Linked DNA regions of Mus musculus: region 1 is linked to region 2. Evidence: chromatin contacts called from public promoter capture Hi-C data. All regions are on one chromosome and are shown on one strand. Each heading gives the region's core, a stretch centred on a gene start, on an enhancer-like site or on the middle of the called end of the contact. The rest is flanking DNA. Distances are from core to core; before and after follow the strand shown.

Evidence for each region. Promoter capture Hi-C pulls out the DNA fragments that hold promoters and counts their contacts.
Region 1: a promoter capture Hi-C map of the HPC-7 cell line shows a contact between it and region 2, with 3 times the contacts expected there. The contact joins the promoter of Eaf2 here to the enhancer-like site in region 2. A contact is called at or near these places in 5 of 39 promoter capture datasets (the C10 cell line, the HPC-7 cell line, cranial neural crest and 2 more), 1 of 484 Hi-C or Micro-C datasets (the Ba/F3 cell line) and 1 of 115 datasets of contacts at active chromatin or transcription factors (the 230-238 cell line).

Annotation. Positions count from the first base shown.
Region 1 is chr16:36,826,869-36,829,734 of GRCm38.p6, reverse strand. It overlaps Eaf2 (ELL associated factor 2), which reads left to right and starts at 1,476. Exons shown (of 6, transcript NM_001113401.1): 1 at 1,476-1,684. The coding sequence starts at 1,579. It overlaps Iqcb1 (IQ calmodulin-binding motif containing 1), which reads right to left and starts at 1,335. Exons shown (of 15, transcript NM_177128.4): 1 at 1,243-1,335; 2 at 662-731.
Region 2 is chr16:35,917,230-35,920,395 of GRCm38.p6, reverse strand. It overlaps the pseudogene Gm10237. Among named protein-coding and RNA genes, the nearest start is that of Parp9, 20 kb to the left of the region's middle. Within about 2 kb of position 1,500, at least 126 of the 459 cell types and tissues checked have an H3K27ac peak or open chromatin away from gene starts, as enhancers often do. A contact at or near this core is called in the 230-238 cell line, the Ba/F3 cell line, the HPC-7 cell line and 1 more, where this site is marked.

The sequences.
Region 1 (2,866 bases), core at 227-2,726, 910 kb before region 2:
AACAAATCCCTCTTGACATTAGATGGCCACAAAATCAACCACCTGGGTTTCTCTAAACCAGTGTTTTCATCTATGAACATAATAGCCATCCCTTGTCCCTAGACTTCAAAATTTATAAGGCATTCAGCAATGATTAAGTCTAAAAATATGAAAGTATTGCTGAACCCAAAATAATTATTTAGAGAGCATGTATTAACTCATTTAACCACCTCAACAATTCTAAGGAATGGCATTATTTTTTACATAGCTATTATTATTTCCCCAATTCTAATGATAAACACATTTGTTTGATTTGCTTGCACAAAAATCACATTGAGAGTATGAAGCTGACGTACAAGCCCAGAGATTCTGGCTTCAGAACCTTCGTGCATAAATACATTGAACAATCTCTCCTTGTATCTTTAAAGGGTAGAAGGCAAAAAATAATCCCTCATCCATCTGAAAAAAATAAATTGACAAACCTATTTAAGGTAGAAGTGCTGAAAGCATAGTCTGATGCCACAATTAACCTGAAGAATCACCTGAGGGGGCTCACTGTAGACTTTCTCTGAATAATCCTCCAATACAAAGCACGCTTTCTCCTACTTCATAACACTTCTGTGAGGTGGGGTGTGTGTGTGTGTGTGTGTGAAGGCAATTATCAATCAATTGACGCTCTTACCCTACTGCTAGACTGATCTCTGAGAAATCAAGAGTCCCAAGGCCGCGCTCTTCAGTGCTTCCAGGAATCACTACAGAAACAAATGCCAGAAACAAACGTACAGCAGTCAGTTACCCCTAACCCTAGGCTTCTCCGTCGCCTCCGGAAACGCCCCCTCCTCAGGTCCTAACCCCGGCGGGAAAAGCCTGTGTTTTTAAAGGGCTAATTAAAAAATAATAAATAAATAAATAAATAAATAAGAAAGAAAGAAAGAAGAAAAAATAAATAAATGAACGGCCCTTAAAGGTAACTGCGCGGCTTCCAGAGGTTTCCAGTCTGGTCACATCACCTGAGGGGGCGCGGCTGGGGTTCCAGACCCGCCTCAGAGCAGCTAGGCCTCAGGAGGCCCCAGGCCTGGGCCCGGCCGCCACCTCTCGTCAGGCGTCCGTTTCCACACCAAACCTGCGGGCCCGGCGCGGAGGAGGCCCACGCTCCCGTTACCAGGCCCCGCCAGGCAGTTCTGCCCTGGGTGTCTGGCGTCCTAGCTTCCCCGCCCCCCTAGGGCCTTTCCTCCATCCCAGCCGCCATCTCGGGTCTGTTACCTCATCTCTTTCCCCGCGTCCGTCCACCTCAGGGCCCGACCCGCACAGCGTACCTCAGCGAGGCGGTCTCCGCCGAGCTGTGTGCGTCGCGACGCGGGAAGGGGGCTAGGGGCGGGGATGGTGGCCAGGGGCGGGGCGGGGCCCTGGGGCGAGGGGCGGGGCAGGTGTCTCCAGACAGCCAATCAAGACTCGGGGCGCTCCAAGGGGCGGCCGCACGCGTCTGGAGGTGAAAGGAGCTGGTCCCGGGCACCGAACTCAAGCTCGCAGCCAGTGCAGCTGTTCCAGAGGCTGTGGCAGGGGACGGCGAAGGCCAAAAGCGGGAGGCAGGGGACGAGGATGAGTGGACCAGCGGGACTTGCATACCTGGACCGTCGCGAGCGGGTTCTCAAGCTAGGCGAAAGTTTCGAGAAGCAGCCGCGCTGTGCCTTCCACACCGTGCGCTGTGAGTGCAGACTGTACCCCGGGTTCCTTCTGGGATGGGAGGGTGGTATGGAGACAGACTCCTCCGGATTCTGTAATTCTGTCCCCGCCGCTCTTTGCTCCCCGGGAGACCAGATGGCACAGTGATCCACTACCCAGTTGCCAGCCTCTGTGCAGGCACCTGGCGTCCCACAGTGTAGGAGAACCCTGGAAGGGTTTAAGTGAGACTGACAGACCTGAGAGGAAGTTTTGTGGGACGATCTGCACGGGTGGCTGTGGAGACTAGCGTGACAAGTGGATGGTGCAGAGTTTGAAAAGGTGACAGACAGATGGAACAAAGGACCGAATGCAGGGCAAAAGTGATGTGGAGAGGCCACAAGGACATTTCTTCCCCATTCTGGCTGATGAGGGTTCCCATTTAGTTTGTTCTTGGGAAGAGATTGTCAGCTGTCTCAATCGTTTGTATCTCTTTCCATCTCAGATTTCATGGTCAACTAAGTAATTACTGATTATCAAAAATTGAAAGATTTTTTTATCTAGTTTCTTTACTTTAAAAATCTACCTCCTAATGATTTCTACCCTTTGGTGTTTTGTTCTCTGGGATCTATTTTAATAGGTTATCTCTAATATTGTTGAAAAAGAGGTTATAATGAGCCTTTTCGTTTTAGTAATTAAATGAGATGCCAGCACGAAAAATATAACTTAATTTTGTATGTAAAACTTCTTTTTTGCATAATAGGCCACAGAATTCTAGCGCATAAGGGAAAGGTCACTGAGTTGTGACCTCTGTGTGTGTGTGTGTGTGTGTGTGTGTGAAATTGTAGATTTTTTTTCACATCTCTTTTGCAGCCCAGCTCTTCTTTACTGTCTGCTTGTCCTACATTCTCCACCATTCTGTCCTTTTCCTTACAAGGTTTATATTCTGAAAAACACTCATTTAAAACTCAGTCTTCAAAGTTTAAGTTGTAGACAATTCATCTATAATAACTCAGAGTAAATGTAGGAAGAACCAATGGGTTTAACCTTCCATTGATTATATTTAAGCTTTATAAAAAGGCTGCATTAAGCAAAAATATCATGTTTTGGTGGAATAAATGGGAGAAGTTTACCAACAGAACTTCAGTAGTGCTCCTTGTTTATTTTGCTCTGGGTTACCATCCAGAGTTCCCCACAATGAATCAGTGAGTGTTGTGCAGCCATAGTC
Region 2 (3,166 bases), core at 251-2,750:
CTTTTAGTTGACTTTTAAAATCACTAATTTGGGGCCTAGAGAGATGGCTCAGCAGTTAAGAGCCCTGACTGCTCTTCCAGAGGTCCCGAGTTCAATTCTCAGCAACCACATGGTGGCTCACAACCATCTGTAATGGGATCCGATGCCCTCTTCTGGTGTGTCTGAAGACAACGACAGTGTACTCACATACATGAAATAAATAAATAAATCTTTAAACCAAAATAAAACAAAAAACATTAATTTGCCAGACCTGGTGGCACACACCTTTGGTTCCAGGATTCAGGAGGCAGAGACAGGTGGATCTCTAAGTTCCAGGCCAGCCTAGTCTACAAAAGGAGTTTCAGGACAGTCAGGGCTATACAGAGAAACCCTGTCTTGAAAAAAACAAATAAGCAAGCAAGCAAACAAACAAATAAATGAATATTACTAATTTGAAGGGCTGAATAAATGGCCCAACAGAACTCTAGTTCCTGAAGGTCCAATGCCCTTTTCTGGCTTTTGTTGGCTTCGGCATACATCTGGTACACACATACACACACACACACACACACACACACACACACACACACACACACACACACACTATATATATATATATATATATATATATATATATATATATATATATATATTTGTATATTTGTATATATACATATATGTACATCTAAATGTGTATATATATGTATGAGAATATATATATATTCTCATCCTGACTCACACATACACATCAATAAAAACTAAATGTACTTTTTTTCTCTCAAATCATTAATTTGGGGGGATCACATGGCTGGAGGGTTTACCATCAGTCTCCTCTAGCTTTGCTGTAGATGGAGCCTTAGACTGAAGCACATCTAATGGGTTAAAACTGTTCTAGACAGCATATGGTGGCACAAGCTTGAGATTCCAGGCAGGAGATTTTTAGCTTCATAGCAAGCTTGACATTAGCCTGAGATATACAGCAAGACCCACCCTCCAACGCTGGGAAAATCTATTGTGTGAATCGCTGTAAATACTCTCAGATCCAGTTGCCTTGGGCCTGCCTCCGGGGTTTTATTGGTTTTCAGTCTTCCTGTTCGTTTAATCTTAATGACTAACTGTAGACCTGACTGTTTCTGGGAATAGAAACTAAAAGTACACTCATCAGACTTTCCCACTTGTAACCTTTCTTTAGCTTCATGGAACTGGGAATACCTTGAGATCTGTAGGAACCAGGATTAGCATAGGGAAGCATGACACCAGCTTCTGGCAGCTGCACGGGTGACCTCCATCTGACTTGCCTCCTCACCTCCCCTGCTCCCCACAAAAATCCCTATAAAAGCCCTGGGCCACAACCTCTAAGGAAGATGGCTTTTTAACAGACAAAACCCCCCACTCTTAGACCTCTGCCAACTTGTTGTAAGTAAAGCTTTCTATCGCTCTATTTCCAGGATTCTTCACACTGGAAAGAGGAGAACAAAACTTTCCTGTTTACATCTTGGCAGAACAGAAAGTGAAAGCCACCCAAGGCTTGAATGGCCAAGGGTGCATCAGCATCAGCCTGGGGTGTGCTAGAGAGCAAGCAGCCAGAACTAGCAGTTAAAGAAAGGCTTTTATTAGGGGCAAGAACACACCCATACAGCAGGCACACAGAAAACCCACCTATCCCTGAAGGCTGGGAGTTTTTAGTCTTTCAAGGGTCACTCTCACAACTGTTGTGTAACTGTGTCTTGACCTCACTATGAGCTTGAGGGGTCGGGACCTATTGGCAGGAGAAGACGTCTACAAAGACCTGTGTTTTAAGTTTTTGCCTCAGATCTAGAAGGAATGGAGGAAGCGAGTGCTCTTGGAAGTTCACCATCTTTATTAGTGATGGCCCCTCTCCCTGTCTATCTGCCTCTCAAGGAATCTGTTTAATTCCTAGTCCCTGAAGATAACAGCTTGGTGGATGTGGTTCCCATCACAGAACTAGGGGATTCCCATCACATCTTTGAGGGTTCAGGTGAGGTAGTTATATATTTTCCTTGGTCTGGTGTGTCTGACACAGTCTTTGGCCTGATTTCCCTATATGTTTACAATATGGCCAAATGCCAATCATAATTTACCCCAATAAACTTATAGGGTAGCATACTTCCTACTCTCAGAGATAAATTATCAGTCTATTGTGCATGGATGGTGTGGGGCAAATGGGGCAGTGCACGCATCTACCCAATGGCACGGCCATCCTCCATCTTTGAAAAGGAGTCAAAGGCCGCTTGTAAATGGAGTCTCTCGGAGCAAAGCTCAGTTTGAAAACCTACTCTTTTACACAATAGTGTGTAACTTAGACCAAGACATGATCCCAGAATCACACATACACATGCACACGCACTCACACACCACACAAATATGTTTGGACTTTTTTTCTTCACTTGTAAAAACTAAAGTATATTTGCTAGAGGAGGTGTAAACCTTTGAATACAAAGGGACCCCATAGTCTTCTATGCTTGGTCTCCAGGTGGTGGAACTGTTTGGGAGTGAATAGGAGGTGTGGTCTTGTGGAAGGAGGTGTGTTTCTGGGGATGGGCTTGGAGGTTTCAAAAGCTCATGCCATTTCTAGCTAGCTTGCATGTTCTCTGTGTCTGTCCATCTGTCTGTCTGTCTCTCTGCCTTACACTTGTTATTTCAGTGTGTAAGCTCTCGACTACTTCTCTAGGGCTATGCCTGGTGTCAAGCTCTCTGCCATGACAGTCATGAATTCACCCTCTGAAACTGTAAGCAAGCCCTCAATTAAACGCTTTCTTTTATAAGTTGCCTTGGTCAGGGTTCCTCGTCACAGCAGTATAACAATAACTAATACAGGTTTGGTGGCATTGTGTGTGCTTAGCATGCACAAGGCTCAGGGTTCAACCCCCAGAATGCAAAATAAGTAAATTAGTTAAATTAAATTAACATACAACTTACTAATACATTATAGAAAAAATTTAAAATGTTTTGAGTATGTGGGGCAGGGTTTCATATGAAGGCAGATACCTGTGGAGACCAGAGGCTTGGACCCCTAGGTCTGGAATTAAAGATGTTGTAAGCATATGGATGTAGGTGCTAAACTCTGCAAGAGCAAGTCCACATTGAGTCATCTCTCCAGCCCCCTGGCCCACACTCTTTTTCAGTGAATAGTTTGTGCATTTTGAGAAATTATTAATAGTTCTTT